2 separate regions of the Hordeum vulgare genome follow, and region 2 is linked to region 1. A link is a contact called in public Hi-C data. All regions are on one chromosome and are shown on one strand. Each heading gives the region's core, a stretch centred on a gene start, on an enhancer-like site or on the middle of the called end of the contact. The rest is flanking DNA. Distances are from core to core; before and after follow the strand shown.

Region 1 (7,108 bases), core at 1,507-4,006:
TGGGCTATGGTAATCTGATCTCTACCATTAATCTACCATTAATTCTATAAATAACAACCAGGCTGCAAGGAATGATGACACAAGAGCTACATAACCAACAATGGTTCCCACAGCATTTCAGAGAAGTATATCTGAACTATAACAAAGCAGTTTGACTGAATACGTACAGTATCATGAGCATGCAGTAGTGACTGCCGTTGTTGATGAAGGTCCTGAAGAATTGACACACCAAGTTCTTCTGTCTCCAGCATAGTTCTTCGGCTCTCTTTAATTCTGTCAGTGGACTGATTCAGTCGTTCTGTTGTCATCATCAACCTTCCTCGCTGATCAGTGGAAACCTGCACCAGGAAATAATCCCCAAGTACAGCATGAGTACTAAACATAGCAAAAATCAAGAACTTGAGACACCCGTTAAGAAATCAGAACAAACAAAATAAATACCACATTACTACTTCACATCAGTAGAGAAATATGTCAGACAAGGCACACTGTTTCCGCAATACAGAAAGACCACATTGCTATGACTTATAGCGGGATCCAGGAATACATAAAGGGGATAACTCCCTTTACGCGATATATTAAGCAGCCTTCTGAAAGTGCTTGAACTGGTACTACATTTCCTTTTATAATGTAGTAAGAAGAGGTACAATTATTTGTTTCCCTTTTGGTTCTGAACATATACAATTCTGCACAGCAGATATAATTTTCCACTCTGCAGCTTACTTTCTCAGGCTATGGAAGCAAGCTATGCAGAAAAAAAGTACCTTGAAGACACATCTATACATTGTAATACTGATTTCTCGGTCAAAGGGGGCATATTTATAGGAAATGCCAATGAGTTATTGTTTCCATCACTGTTTCATCTGTCACTTTGCTTCCATATGAACATAATCGTTCAGATGAAAATAGTATCTTCATTCGGTAAGAGAAAACAAATACAACTAAAAATTATGAAGCAATTGTAGTTAGTGAAGGGGCAACGGATACAGGTCCTAACGAATTCACATCAGTGGTGTAGTGAAAGAATATGGACATCGAGAATCTAAATCAAGAAATCAAATAGGGAATAATCAGTTTACACTCCCACATTCAGTGGCGGAGCATGAGCCTAAACCCAAAGGCGGGACCACAGGACAATGCAAAACTAAGTAAGAAATTGTTTATGTTAGGGGAACCGTGGAAAGTATGTAGAGTGCCTCCATTACGGCACAGCAGAAGTGATCAACTATAGGTTAATGAGCAAAAATAATGCCAGTGTAGTGGTGATCTTGGGAGAAATATCATCATCTTCATCATTTTGGGCGAATTGTCATTGCAATCGCCGTCATTTTCAAAAACAGCATCTTCTTTGCAACGCATAAAAGAAAACGCAACTCAACAGACTATATCGACATCCAAATATGTCGATATGGGGACCAGAAAGATGGTAAATAGAAATGACCCAACTGATAAGACAATTGAAGTGAGGTATACAGTACTTAAGTTCATATTTTGCATGCTGTCAGATACTACACCACAAAATTGTTAACCTTGTTACTGCACGCAATTTAAACAGAACCGAGTAGTGTGCAGCACTATAAGTACTGCTTAGTAACATGTTCAACACAGATTGAATTGATGGAGTACTATACAAATAAGTAGCCCAAAAGAAGTTCAAAATATGGGACTACTGGTCTAATCATGAGCGCCATATTGTTAGTGACCACCATAGGGATACTGCCACAACTGAATAATCAATAAATGACTCGAAGTTTTGATCATCAGTTCAGCAACAAACCCGATAACGTAATAGTACCACATTAATTAGTTAGAAGGTATATAAATAGAGTTATCAGTTATCCGCAGCATATATGTAGCGTTTTAATTAAAAGGAATAGAGAGCTTACCGCGAGTGTGTCAGCCATGCCAGACTCAAGGAGCTCCTCCCTCGTAGTTTGCCTGGCATTGGGCGCCGAGATCCTCTTGAGCTCGCTCTTGAGGTTGTTAAGGTCGGATTTGTACTCCCGCAGCTTAGCTAGCAAACCCGCCTTCACGCTCGGCGGCATATTCCTCGCCTCCAGGTCCATCCTCCGAATCTGTAAATATATGAATGAAAGAAATAAATGGAAGAAGGACATATACGGTATCATAGCCCAGACAATCTACAGAACTTCCCCCAAACCACACATTCAACTACTACACCTCCCAAAATCACATCCTAGTTTCCCAGCGGCAGAAAGTAAGGCAGCAGAATCGGATTAGACATATAGCCAAAGGATACCCATAATATAAGCAAAATAGGCCTAGGTATTTATTTACCAGCGATTCAGCTTCCTGCACGCCGGACTGGATCTCGGAGAGCCTCTGCTTCTTCTTCTCTGCATTAGATCTCACCGTGTTTATTACGACGAAACCAAGAGCAGCGACAAGGGGGATAAATTTTCTCCCCCGGCGCAATTAGGCATGGGGGGTGGGGGTGGGCACGTACCTCCATCGAGAGCGGAGGCCGCGGTGCACTTGCGGGAGAGGGAGGCGGATTCCTCGCAGTACTGGCGCTCGTAGCCCTCGAACACCTCGCTCATGGCTGCTCCCCTCGATCGCCTCCGCCCGCGCGCACAGATCTCCCCCTCCGGATCCCGCCCCCGAATCGTTCGGCGGACTCGAATCGAGCGGATGATCGAGACGACCGCAATTCGATCCGGGCTACCTCACGAGGGAGGGGGGACGCCGGCCGTTTGGTGGAAGCTTCGATTTTGGTTGGGGTGGGGATTGGGGGATTTGGGACGGGGTCCGATAGAAATACGTACTCCTTCGCGGGCTGCCGTGCGCATTGACACGTTTTTTTTTTTTTAACCGGAACCTGACATTCCATTACTGAACCTGCTCAGCAATCTTGCTGGCAATCAATCCGAAAACAAAGTCTGGATCCCCAACCCGAGTCAGATCAGCAAATCCGGTAGTAAAACCATAAGGCTGGGTTTGGAACGTTGTTTTTTCTGTACCCTTGTAATATTTTACCCTTGTACTTGTATTATATTAGCCTACAATCAAAATACATGTTAGGATTGTATTTCCATTCCGCTTCCGAGCCTCCGTTTGGATTGTTGTTTTTCTCCCACCCTTGTAACCTGGCTGCCATAGCCTAAACTTTCAAAAGCACAAACTTTCAACAACAACGGAATTTCAACAACACAAAGTGCACTTTTAACAATATAAATTTTCAAATATGCACATACAGACTTGAAAACAGCACAGACTGCACTCCCACGTATATTGCACACGTATAAAATTAGATAATTTTTCTATTTATATAACAGTACCACAACATAAACAAAAGATAATATTTTTGCATCCATCCATTCGAACATAGTTCCGATAACTCATAGTGCTCAAAATCAACAATTTAAATTACAAATTTAATGAGGCATACTTGTCTCGTCTCGTCCATTGCTACATAACCAAAGTTAGGACTCGCAATTGTTCAATCATTATGCATTTAGACATAAAATATTTCAGAAAGATTAATCCTCGGTAATAGTTCAAGCAGTGAAGCAGCTTCGGGGCTGAAGAGTAATCCTTGAAAACAAGACATATCTGACCAGGCTAGAAAAGAGCATCTGGATAAGTAACACGAGCAACATCTGCATAAGTAACAAGAGCTTGTCATGATTCAAGATAGCTATCAATCCTAGAAATGCTGACTAGTTCTCTCAAAAAATCACATCACGTGTCAAAACCGGAAGGGGGATATCAAAGATATTGCACAATCCATGGTGCAAAACACAAGATATGCAGATGGTAAGGATGACTAGAACAAACTAAAGTACATAAAGATCCTGCAGATTAAACCATCACAAGATCATATGCAAACTCGGTTTAGTACTACATCATAACTGAACAAGAACTACTTAATCGCTGGAAAACTACTTAATCAGACACAGCCCCTAGGAAAAGAAACTACCAAGTAACTTGACACGAACTAGCAGGAACCACTGAACTGATGAAATACTAAAACTTAGCCGAGCAACCGGTATTGCTGTCATGCGCTAAAATTTAAGCGGGGTAAAGTTCATGAGTCAAAACAAGCATATGAAGTTGATCAATCATGTTCACAATGATGACGATAACAAACTGAAGTATACACAAAGAAACAGCAGGATCATCCATCTACAGTACGACTGTTGAAAAGGACGTGGATGTCGCCTAGAGGGGGGGTGAATAGGCGCTTTAAAAAAGTTAAGGTTTAGGCTTGAACAAATGCGGAATAAAACTAACGTTTAATATGTCAAGCACAAAACCTACAAACAACTAGGCTCACCTATGTGCACCAACAACTTATGCTAAGCAGGATAAACAACTAAGTGATAGCAAGATATATTACAATAAACAATATGTCTATCACAAAGTAAAGTGCATAAGTAAAGGGTTCGGGTAAGAGATAACCGAGGCACGGGGAGACGATGATGTATCCCGAAGTTCACACCCCTGCGGATGCTAATCTCCGTTAGAGCGGTGTGGAGGCACAATGCTCCCCAAGATGCCACTAAGGCCACCGTAATCTCCTCACGCCCTCACACAATGCAAGATGCCGTGATTCCACTAAGGGACCCTTGAGGGCGGTCACCGAACCCGTACAAATGGCAACCCTTGGGGGCGGTCACCGAACCCGTACAAATGGCAACCCTTGGGGGCGGTCACCGAACCCGTACACGTGGCAACCCTTGGGGGCGGTCACCGAACCCGTACACGTGGCAACCCTTGGGGGCGGTTACCGGTACCCGTACAAATTGCTCGGGGCAATCTCCACAACCTTATTGGAGACCCCGACGCTTTCCGGAGCTTCACACCACAATGATTGAGCTCCGGGACACCACCAAGCTTCTAGGACGCCAAAGCATCCACGAAGAACAATATCAAGGGTACTAAGTACCGAAGGTAGTAAGCTTCTCAACTTCTCACTTCCACGTATCACCGTGGAGAACTCAAACCGATGCAACTAATGCAATGGCAAGAACACACGAAGTGGTCAAGTCCCTCACACTCAAATCCCTCCACAACAACAAAAGCTATGGAGAAATATGAGAGGAAGAACAAGGAGCTCACAAAGAACTCCAGGATCAAGATCCAAGGGGTTCCCCTCACATAGAGGAGAAAGTGATTGGTGGAGATGTGGATCTAGATCTCCTCTCTCTTTTCCCTCAAGAGCAAGCAAGAGTCATTGGAGGGATTGAGAGTAATCAAGCTCTAAGAATGTCAACAATGGAGGTAGAACAAGAGCTCAACAGATGGATAAGGCAAGGGGGAAGAAGACCCCCTTTATATAGTGGGGGGAAGAATCAGACCGTTACCCCCACTCTCTGCCCGAGCTCCAGCGGTACTACCGCTGGCTGCAGCGGTACTACCGCTGGCACCCCAGCGGTATTACCGCTGTCACTCCAGCGGTACTACCGCTAGCTGCAGCGGTACTACCGCTGGCCCCAGCGGTACTACCGCTGGGCCCCTGGTAGTGCAAAGGCACTACCACCGCCAAGAAAGTCTTCGCAAAAAGGTCCGTCCACGAACAACCGCTAGGCAGGCGGTACTAAGCTCCTGGGGCGGTACTACCGCTGGCCAGGGGCGGTACTACCGCTGACCAGGGGCGGTACTACCGCGAGCCAGCGGTACTACCGCTAGGGCCAGCGGTACTACCGCCAACTCTAGCGGTACTACCGCTAGGTCGAGCGGTACTACCGCTAGGTCCAGCGGTACTACCGCTCGCCACTGAAACAGCCATAACTTTCGCATACGAGCTCCGAATCGAGCAAACCCAAGCTTGTTGGATTGAGGACGACAAGGGCTATCCAAACAGCGAGTGGAAATCTTAAGACCATGCGGTTATGAATATGCCAAAGATATAGAGATGTGAGATCTCTATGAATGAAGAACCGGCAAAAACTCCAACATCGAAAACATCATAGTAGATGCATATGGACTCCGTTTTCGATGAACTCGAGCTTGTCATGAAGATGACCATAAGCTCTAAAACTCACAAAGAGAAACACCAACTAAGAACCAAGAAGTATGATGCAAGGATGCAAATGGTTTGAGCTCTCAACGAACGATACGATCAAGCTACTCACTTGAGAGCCCCCCCTTGATAGAACAACAATCTATCCTAACCAGAAAACCTCAAGGGCAAACCTATACCTTGCACCTCATCCTCTTGAGCTAGATGATGATGATCTTGGCTTCCTCAAGATGGACCACCTTTCTTGATTGTGTTGGCTTGATGAATACTAGTTGATTGCTCCCCCATACTCACTATGGGTGAGCCACTCTTCAGCATATCTTCACAAGTCCATTGCCACCATAATGGACGGCAAGCTTCAAGCATGCTATCTTCGTGCTGATCCACTTGAACTTGCACGTCGCAATCTTGATGACGATCACAACTTGACGTCATACTCCATGGGTTGTATGAGATCTTCCCTTTGACGCAAGCTCATGGAAACACACCTAACCCCCACATAGAACTCTCACGAAGACCATGGGTTAGTACACAAACACGTAATGGACAATGCTTACCATACCATGGGATCACTTGATCCCTCTCGGTACATCTTGTACGCTTTGTGTGTTGATCATCTTGGTTTACTCTTTGTCTGAGATCTTGATCAACCATTGATGATGATCACAACTTGACGTCATACTCCATGGGTTGTATGAGATCTTCCTTTTGACGCAAGCCCATGTAAACACACCTAACCCCCACATAGAACTCTCACGAAGATCATGGGTTAGTACACAAACACGTAATGGACAATGCTTACCATACCATGGGATCACTTGATCCCTCTCGGTACATCTTGTACGCTTTGTGTGTTGATCATCTTGATTTACTCTTTGTCTGAGATCTTGATCAACCATGTCTCTCTATGACCATTCTTTGGATAATACCTTGGATACCATCTTGGTCATCATATAAACTCCTTGAACCCAACAGATGGACTTCAAGAAGTGCCTATGGACAAATCCATACCATGGGATCACTTGATCCCTCTCGGTACATCTTGTAGGCTTTGTGTGTTGATCATCTTGATTTACTCTTTGTCTGAGATCTTGATCAACCATGCGTCTCTATGACCATTTT
Region 2 (7,108 bases), core at 3,167-5,666, 640 kb before region 1:
CCACCGGCGACCGAGATGGGGACGCGGTGGGCGGCGGCGGCGACAGAGATGGGGGACACGGCGGGCGGCGGCGGCGACAGAGATGGGGGACACGACGGGCGGCGGACGGGGAGGGGGAGGAGGAGGCGGACGGCGAGGGGGAGGAGGAGGCGGACGAGGAGGGGGAGGAGGAGGCGGACGGGGATGGGGAGTTGGACGCGGAGGCGACGGCGAAGGTGCAGGCCAGGGCGACTGGCTCCCGTTAATTCATCCTAAATTTCTGTACTTGATTGGCTCCTTTTTTTCGTGGAGGTGCAACAGTTTTCCGCTGTAGGAGGAGGTGGAGCACGGTCAGCCTTAGTTAATTTGGTAAATGCACACAGTGGTGGTGCATGGATGGTGGAAGGCCGTTAGATTGTAATTTGTTGTCTAATTGTGTGGTGCTGATTGGTGTTTGTTTTTGTGGGGGTAATAGTTGTGTGTACTTAGAGAAGTTTTCGTTTGATCTTTTATTAGTAGTATAGATAAAATATATTGTGTCCAATTTATCTCCCGCCTCGTTTTCCGCCATTTCTTTCTCATCTCATTTTCCCGCTATTACACTTGTCATCTGAGTATAAAACAAGGCATTAGACTGTCTTCCTCCATCGTCGAGCCACACTTGAAAACAAAAACGCTCTAGTCATTATGAGTTTGCCTTGCTTGGGTCAAAACATTAGGCCTAGGAAGATGAAGAGTGCGAGTTTGCCTCCGGGGATGGAAGTAGTGCGTTGTTGGTGCGGCAACCTCGCTCGCTGGACTCCAGGGCTGGACCGAGACGCTCCAGCCATCGACCTTGGCCGACCGCGTCATGTTGCCTCCCGGCTATGTTCCTCCATTTCATCGGAATGGAGCATGAGCCGTCCACTCGCGCCGCGCGCCGCACGACTTGGGTTCCTGAGCTAGCGTGCGTGTGTCCGTGCGTGTGCCAGAGGAAGGAGGCTGCGATGCAAGCAACTTCAGCCAGAGGAAGGAGGCTGCTAGCTCGGGGAGATGCGGTAGGGACGGCGGCTGGACAGGTCGGCGATGATGCGCCATGGCACGGTGAGACAGAGCTCCGCGAGGAGGGGTCACGCGGTGGAGGCGGAGTGGTCGTGCGAGGTGGGCATTGGCTGGCTTTCTGTGCGATGGTCGGGCTTGGGTCTAAAATCTAGGCACGATGGATGGACCGGGCCGGGCTCGGGCCTAGGTTTTCTACCTTGGGGTTGGTTTGGCCCAGCCCAAAGCCTGGTCCGGCCCGACGGATGGCCAGGTATAACATGTATTGTCGTGTGGGCAAAGCTGGCCAAACGGGTCGAACCTGACATGCCGGTTCGCGAGCGCGTTGACACGACACATGACGGGCCAGGCCCGACATGCTTTAACCACGTCGTGCGAGTCAAGCGGCAACCTAGGTCATTTCCTGGGCCTGAAGGTTGGGCATGCAGGTCAGCACGTAACGATCCATTTATCTTTTTTTTATATACGTGCCATAAAAAACAGCCCAATAGATTAAAATTGGCTAAAGAAAACCTAACAGGCCAACAGCTTAGCGGGCCTAGAGTGCCACCAAGCCGACCCGCATATCTCCTGGGTTGTATCTGGGCTCCAGGGGAAAGCACGCGAGCCGGGACAACACGACCCGACTAATAATCGTGCCACGATGGGTTGTGTCGTGCGAGGCGCGATTACGATGGGCCGTGGCCAGCTGTGCAAGTGGGTCCAATTCAGAACTGGCCACCTGGACTGTGCCCGGCACGGCACATGGATAAATGGTCATTCCTCGCCGCGAGCCCAAGCACGTGTACTGATACGGCACGTCCCATTTATTTTATTTTTGGAATTACTTTTATGTATGCTAAAAAACAGCCCAAAGCAACTAGAATAACCCAAAAGCATTGTGATCCATAAGTAATAAATGCACCACCGACCGACATGTTTTACTAATGTGCCATGCAAGAGCGTGAAAGTGTGCCACGTGAGCAATGAATGATATGGCTCGTTTAGAGCAAGTACAATAGAGCCAAGTCAGCTGGCTATAAGGAATAAATTAATATATTTTTGTTTAGTTAGAGAAAAGAGAAGAGGAGAGAGAAGATAAGCGGACTCTTAGCTAAGAGCCAGCTCTAGCACGTGCTCCTAGGCATCTTGTGAGTATAAAAGGTGGACCATATAATAAAAAAATAGTACATGAACTATTGTACGTGTTGGCTATAAGATGGACTATAGATGACATGGCGATGGCTTATAGCCAGCAGCTGGCTATGCTATTGTACTTGCTCTTATAAACGACCCTTCGTGGAGCCATGTCGTTCCAGACTCATTCAATGGGGTTTTGGTCACGTGAAGGCGGACACAAACATGTTTGTATGAAATGGGCTATATGCCCTTGGAGATGAACATGCCTTGTGTGCTCACATTAATGATCCTAGGGGCTCGCAAAAGCTACATGCTAGAATGTGTTGAGCAACCTCATTGCCTTGGGATTGATGACATTCGTCATGAATCAGTGGATATGTGACCCGATCCACGATAGAGGAAAAGAGGAGCAGTACATAACTGATGGGTCATGATGGGTCGCTAGGGACGCACGGGATTTTTTTTTCATGGCAACATACATGCATGTTTTCTATTCCCTCCGTTTCTAAATATAAGTCTTTTTTAGAGTTTTCATTAGGGGGCTACATAAAAAATAAAATGAGTGAATTTATACTTTAAAATATGTCTATATACATCCATATGTAGTTTTCTAGTGCAAACTCTAAAAGAACTTATATTTAGGAACATAGGGAGTAGTCATAATGAAATAGCTAAAAGCCTAAAACTATAACAAGTCCTCATAGAAGAGAAACACCATGAAAGCTACGAAGATGGAAAGAACACAACTTGCAAACACTAAAACTTCAACTTCCATCATCATCTAACCAAGCAAGCAAGTGGCTTGAGCTTGGTCGCCCAGTTGCCACCCAACAACATCCCTCGAAGAGCGGGAGGGGTGCTAGCAGGAATGAGGCAAGGTGAATCACATACTTGCTAACCCGACTTTAAATGAGAGCATCGATCTCTTCCACAAACTTGGTCGAATGGCAAGAACAATGTGCACACGTCGGAAGGCAACAACACTTGAACACAAAAGAGGGAGCTAGAGCAGCCACCACCAATCCAGCCACCATGACTCGCAGCCATGGACCTCATACCGGATAAGCCGCCCTCATACTAAAACAATAGACAACAAACGATGGTTAGTGACTTCAAGACGATGCCTCAAAGTGGTTATGATGTCAAAGATGACGCCGTCGTCTGATATAGAAGCTAGATCTAAGGATTTTACCTACATAGCAACGAGAAAATAAGGAGCCGAAGCTTCACGATGATGCCTCTGAAGAACACGGCACCCGTAGGCGTCATCATCATCGGTGCCAACAGAACCAGCACATGGCTTTCCCCTATAGTATCACGCCTCGCTGCCACATACTGTACCACACTACTGCTCGGTCTAGTAGTATGGAGCGCGAGACCTCACCTCCTCGGTGACAAGAGCCCAACCACGAGCCACACACATCCACGCAAGGCGAGAGCCAAGGCAACCCAATGTCGGCGGGTGTGAGCTGCGTCGTATCTAGGCGGGTGCTAGCCTAAAAGTTGAGCACCATATATGCAGTGGTCACTTCAGGTATGGGCTAAAATGTGTCAACGGGAAAAAGTTGTGACTGCTACATGCAAGCCGTCACTCCAAAAAGAGTAATGCTACATCTACAAAGGCTTACTTAAATTTTTTACGTACAAACTGATGTATAGGATTGTGATTGGTTATTGAGGGAGGAGGAGCCCCATCCCACTGAAAATCAGGGGAAAAAATTTAGTTTAGAAGGTTAAGTAAACCTTTGTAAGTCTTTGTAGGTCTAGCATTATTGCTCCAAAAATAGGGACACAATTACCCGGGATGTTTCGAAGGAGTTAGAGAAAATTAATGCTCCATAGAGAGGAAATCGTATCGAGGCTTAAGCGACGTGGCTGAAGGAAGGTGGTAATGACACGAAGAAAGTATTGAGATTTTTTATCAACCGGGCCTTATTTATTTCCACAGAAATTCATAAGCATGTTCCTTCACAAGCTTAAGCTCAATGGAAGTGATAGTACTAGTACTTCTCGAACCTCAATACAACACACAGTACTATGCGACAATATCTTTCATCTTTCAAGTTGTAACATATATTAATAATCTGCACTGTACCCGTACTACACATCAGCAAAATTGATAAAAATGAGCCGTGGAGGAAAATAACTCACAGACTGAACCTTCGGGAAAAAGATTTCACGCGTCTGACCCTTTTGTGTGACGCTCGACACCTAGACGCCACACTACACTGTGTGACGCCTAAGCGTTCGACGCCACATGCCCGGCCACGCTGGACAGGCCGGCCCCACCCTCACACAGTGCGACGTTGCACACTCTGCGGTGTGGCGCCTAGCGCTTAGGCGCCGCACTGTGTAGTCTCGCCTCGCATCGCAACTGTGGCTGGCCATGCCACGCCAGCGTCGTCGTCCGTCACGCTCAGCCTCGCCTCCGTCGTCGCCGCGCCCCGGCCGGTGCGCCGTGGATGCAGCAACAGCAGCAGATGGCGGAGGACGGCGCCGGGTTCGGGTTCGCCAGGCCGCCGCCGGCGCCGGGCATGGTGGCGGATGCTCCTCAGGCAGCGCTGGCGGAGCTGTCCGAGTGCTGCAGGGAGCTGGACGAGGGGCACCGCTCCTGGGCCGCGCACCCCAGGTAGAGCTGTAGTCGTTCCCCCGAACTCCCCGAGGATGAAGAGCGAGTTGGCCAGGTAGCTCTTGCAGCCTGCATCATCAGATCAGAAAGAAAGACGAGTCATAAATAAATCAGGCCGGCATGGCTAGGCTCCATGCCTCCATGGACGGTGAGTAAAGCTGTGTTGATTCTTGATTCTTGATTCTTGATTGGCAGTGGCAGTGGCAGTGGCGGGGGAGACAGCTGGATGGCGCAGGAAATTATGCTGCTCGTACGTAGAGTATTAAGGGAGGAGCAATATTTACAATACATTTTTGTCAGTAATACTCCAACCTGTACAATGTCACTCTCACTCAATGTCTCACATTGCAGAAACTGTTGACAGCTTCATATTTCCTTAGCACTTCTGGGTTGCAATTTCCATTATGTTTCTACTAGCAGCTACTTCACTCATGCTTCTTAAGCTATGCGGTAAGCTATACAAATACTATTAAGTGTGGTCTAGTTATGCTGTTTGACATTATATATGCTTCCCTCTTTCTACTAGATTACATCAATGCCTAGCTAGTCTTAGGCTGTGTTTGGACGTATGTATTGGCCCCAAGGAATTAAAAAACCAAATCAACCAAGGTATTGAAATGGGCTACAATTCAAGATTTGATGTTTGGATGTACATGTAATTGCCTGTTGGAATCTGTAGGGACTAGCCAATTCTAATGTCTGTTTGGATGGACAAAAGAAGCACTGTATTACAAGGCAGACGCCCCGCTACAACTCAGCACCAGCCTCTGTTTTCCTCACTACTGACGCCCTGCCCCCCACCACTGATGCCCTGCTCCCATCTCTGTCTTAACCATCACTGATGCCGTACTCTACGCCCCCGTAGTCCCCACCACTGAAGCCCTGCTCCCTGCCGCTGCTCGCAACCGAGCAGTCATGCTGCTACTCCCATCATGTGGGGCACCGGAGGCGAAGAAGATGGAGATGAATCCGTCGATTGGAGGTGGTTAACTTGGGCGGTCAGGTTCAGAACAACGTGATGTGCTCAACGGGCAGGGCCTCGTTTGTGGCCGCCATGGATTTCTGTAGGAGGCGCCACGGGAAGGCCACCCTGGTGCAGCGACACGCATTGGAGACAAATGTATTGATGGTCTTGATGGTCTGGAACCACTGAAGCTGGAAGCTGATGGGCCCGTTGTTCCAGATCTTGTCGGAGAGGCCGAGGGAGCGGAAGAAGGGGGCGTCCATGGCGGTGGTGCCGGTGATGGCCATGTTGGCGCCCTTCTGCGCCGCCGCCTGCAGGGCCAGCCACGACGCGCACAGCACCACGAGCAGCAGCTGCAGCTGCCTCGCCATCGGCGACGACGAGCGAGGAGGGCGGCTACGGGGAGGAGGAGAAGGGGTCGGAAGACGGCGTGCTGTGCGGGAGGGGAGGAGCAGAGGCCTAAGCGCTAGGCGTTGGCCAGCTCGAAGGACAGGATTGTATAAGTCACAGTGCGGCGCCTAAGCGTTAGGCGTCACACTACAGAGTGTGCAACACCCGAGGCTTAGGCGTCGCTGTGTGGGGATGGGGCCGGCCTGTCCAGCGTAGCCGGGCGTGTGGCGCCGAACGCTTAGGCGTCACACAATGTAGTGTGACGCCTAGGTGTCAGGCGTCACACAAAAAGGTCAGACGCGTGAAATCTTTTCCCCGAAGGTTCAGTCTGTGAGTTATTTTCCTTCAGGGGTCATTTTTCTCAATTTTGCCCCCGGGCATGTACCCCGGGGCTGTGTGGCCAGCACCCTACATGGTGGACGCAACTCATTGGTGAGATCTGATAACTTGTATTCTACATACCTTTACTGTTGAATCCAACACGTACCTTTATTGTTGTGTATGTCAGATTGTTGGTGTAAGTTCTTGTATATCTATGCAAAATAAGAGAAAGAAAAGCAACATATAACGCATCAACATGTACTCAGTCTTTCTAAGAGTTTCAGTAATGGATTACATACGGATGTATATAGACATATTTTATGGTATAGATTCGCTCATTTTGCTCCGTGTGTAGACACCTAGTGAAATATCTTAAAGAACTTATATTTAGGTACGTAGGGAGTAATATGTATGGGATAATCGCTGCACATACTATAAACTGCGACAACTGTTCAGTTTTCACTAATACTCTATAGATACATCCGTTTGAGAGATAGTTAACATGGAATGGAGGGGCACAATACTCATTTGTGTCATGAATTTTGAACATTGACGGGTCCCTCAAATTATTTACTTTTAAGTGCCCCTTCTTTATCCGAAAAGTTGAGACATTTATGCACATGGGTATGTTGATCTAGAGGATTAGGTTTAGGCTGTGTAACACTTCA

What was found. Hi-C and Micro-C count contacts between places; a contact is called where the count stands out from the background.
Region 2: a Hi-C map of leaf shows a contact between it and region 1, with 2.4 times the contacts expected there. The contact joins the enhancer-like site here to the promoter of LOC123444230 in region 1. A contact is called at or near these places in 2 of 6 Hi-C or Micro-C datasets (leaf and seedling).

What each region holds. Positions count from the first base shown.
Region 1 is chr3H:456,462,660-456,469,767 of MorexV3_pseudomolecules_assembly, reverse strand. It overlaps LOC123444230 (vesicle transport v-SNARE 13-like), which reads right to left and starts at 2,756. Exons shown (of 5, transcript XM_045120890.1): 1 at 2,468-2,756; 2 at 2,299-2,357; 3 at 1,887-2,075; 4 at 168-338. The coding sequence starts at 2,561.
Region 2 is chr3H:457,103,874-457,110,981 of MorexV3_pseudomolecules_assembly, reverse strand. No RefSeq gene overlaps it. Among protein-coding and RNA genes, the nearest start is that of LOC123444234, 7.2 kb to the left of the region's middle. Within about 2 kb of position 4,416, at least 2 of the 3 cell types and tissues checked have open chromatin away from gene starts, as enhancers often do. A contact at or near this core is called in leaf, where this site is marked.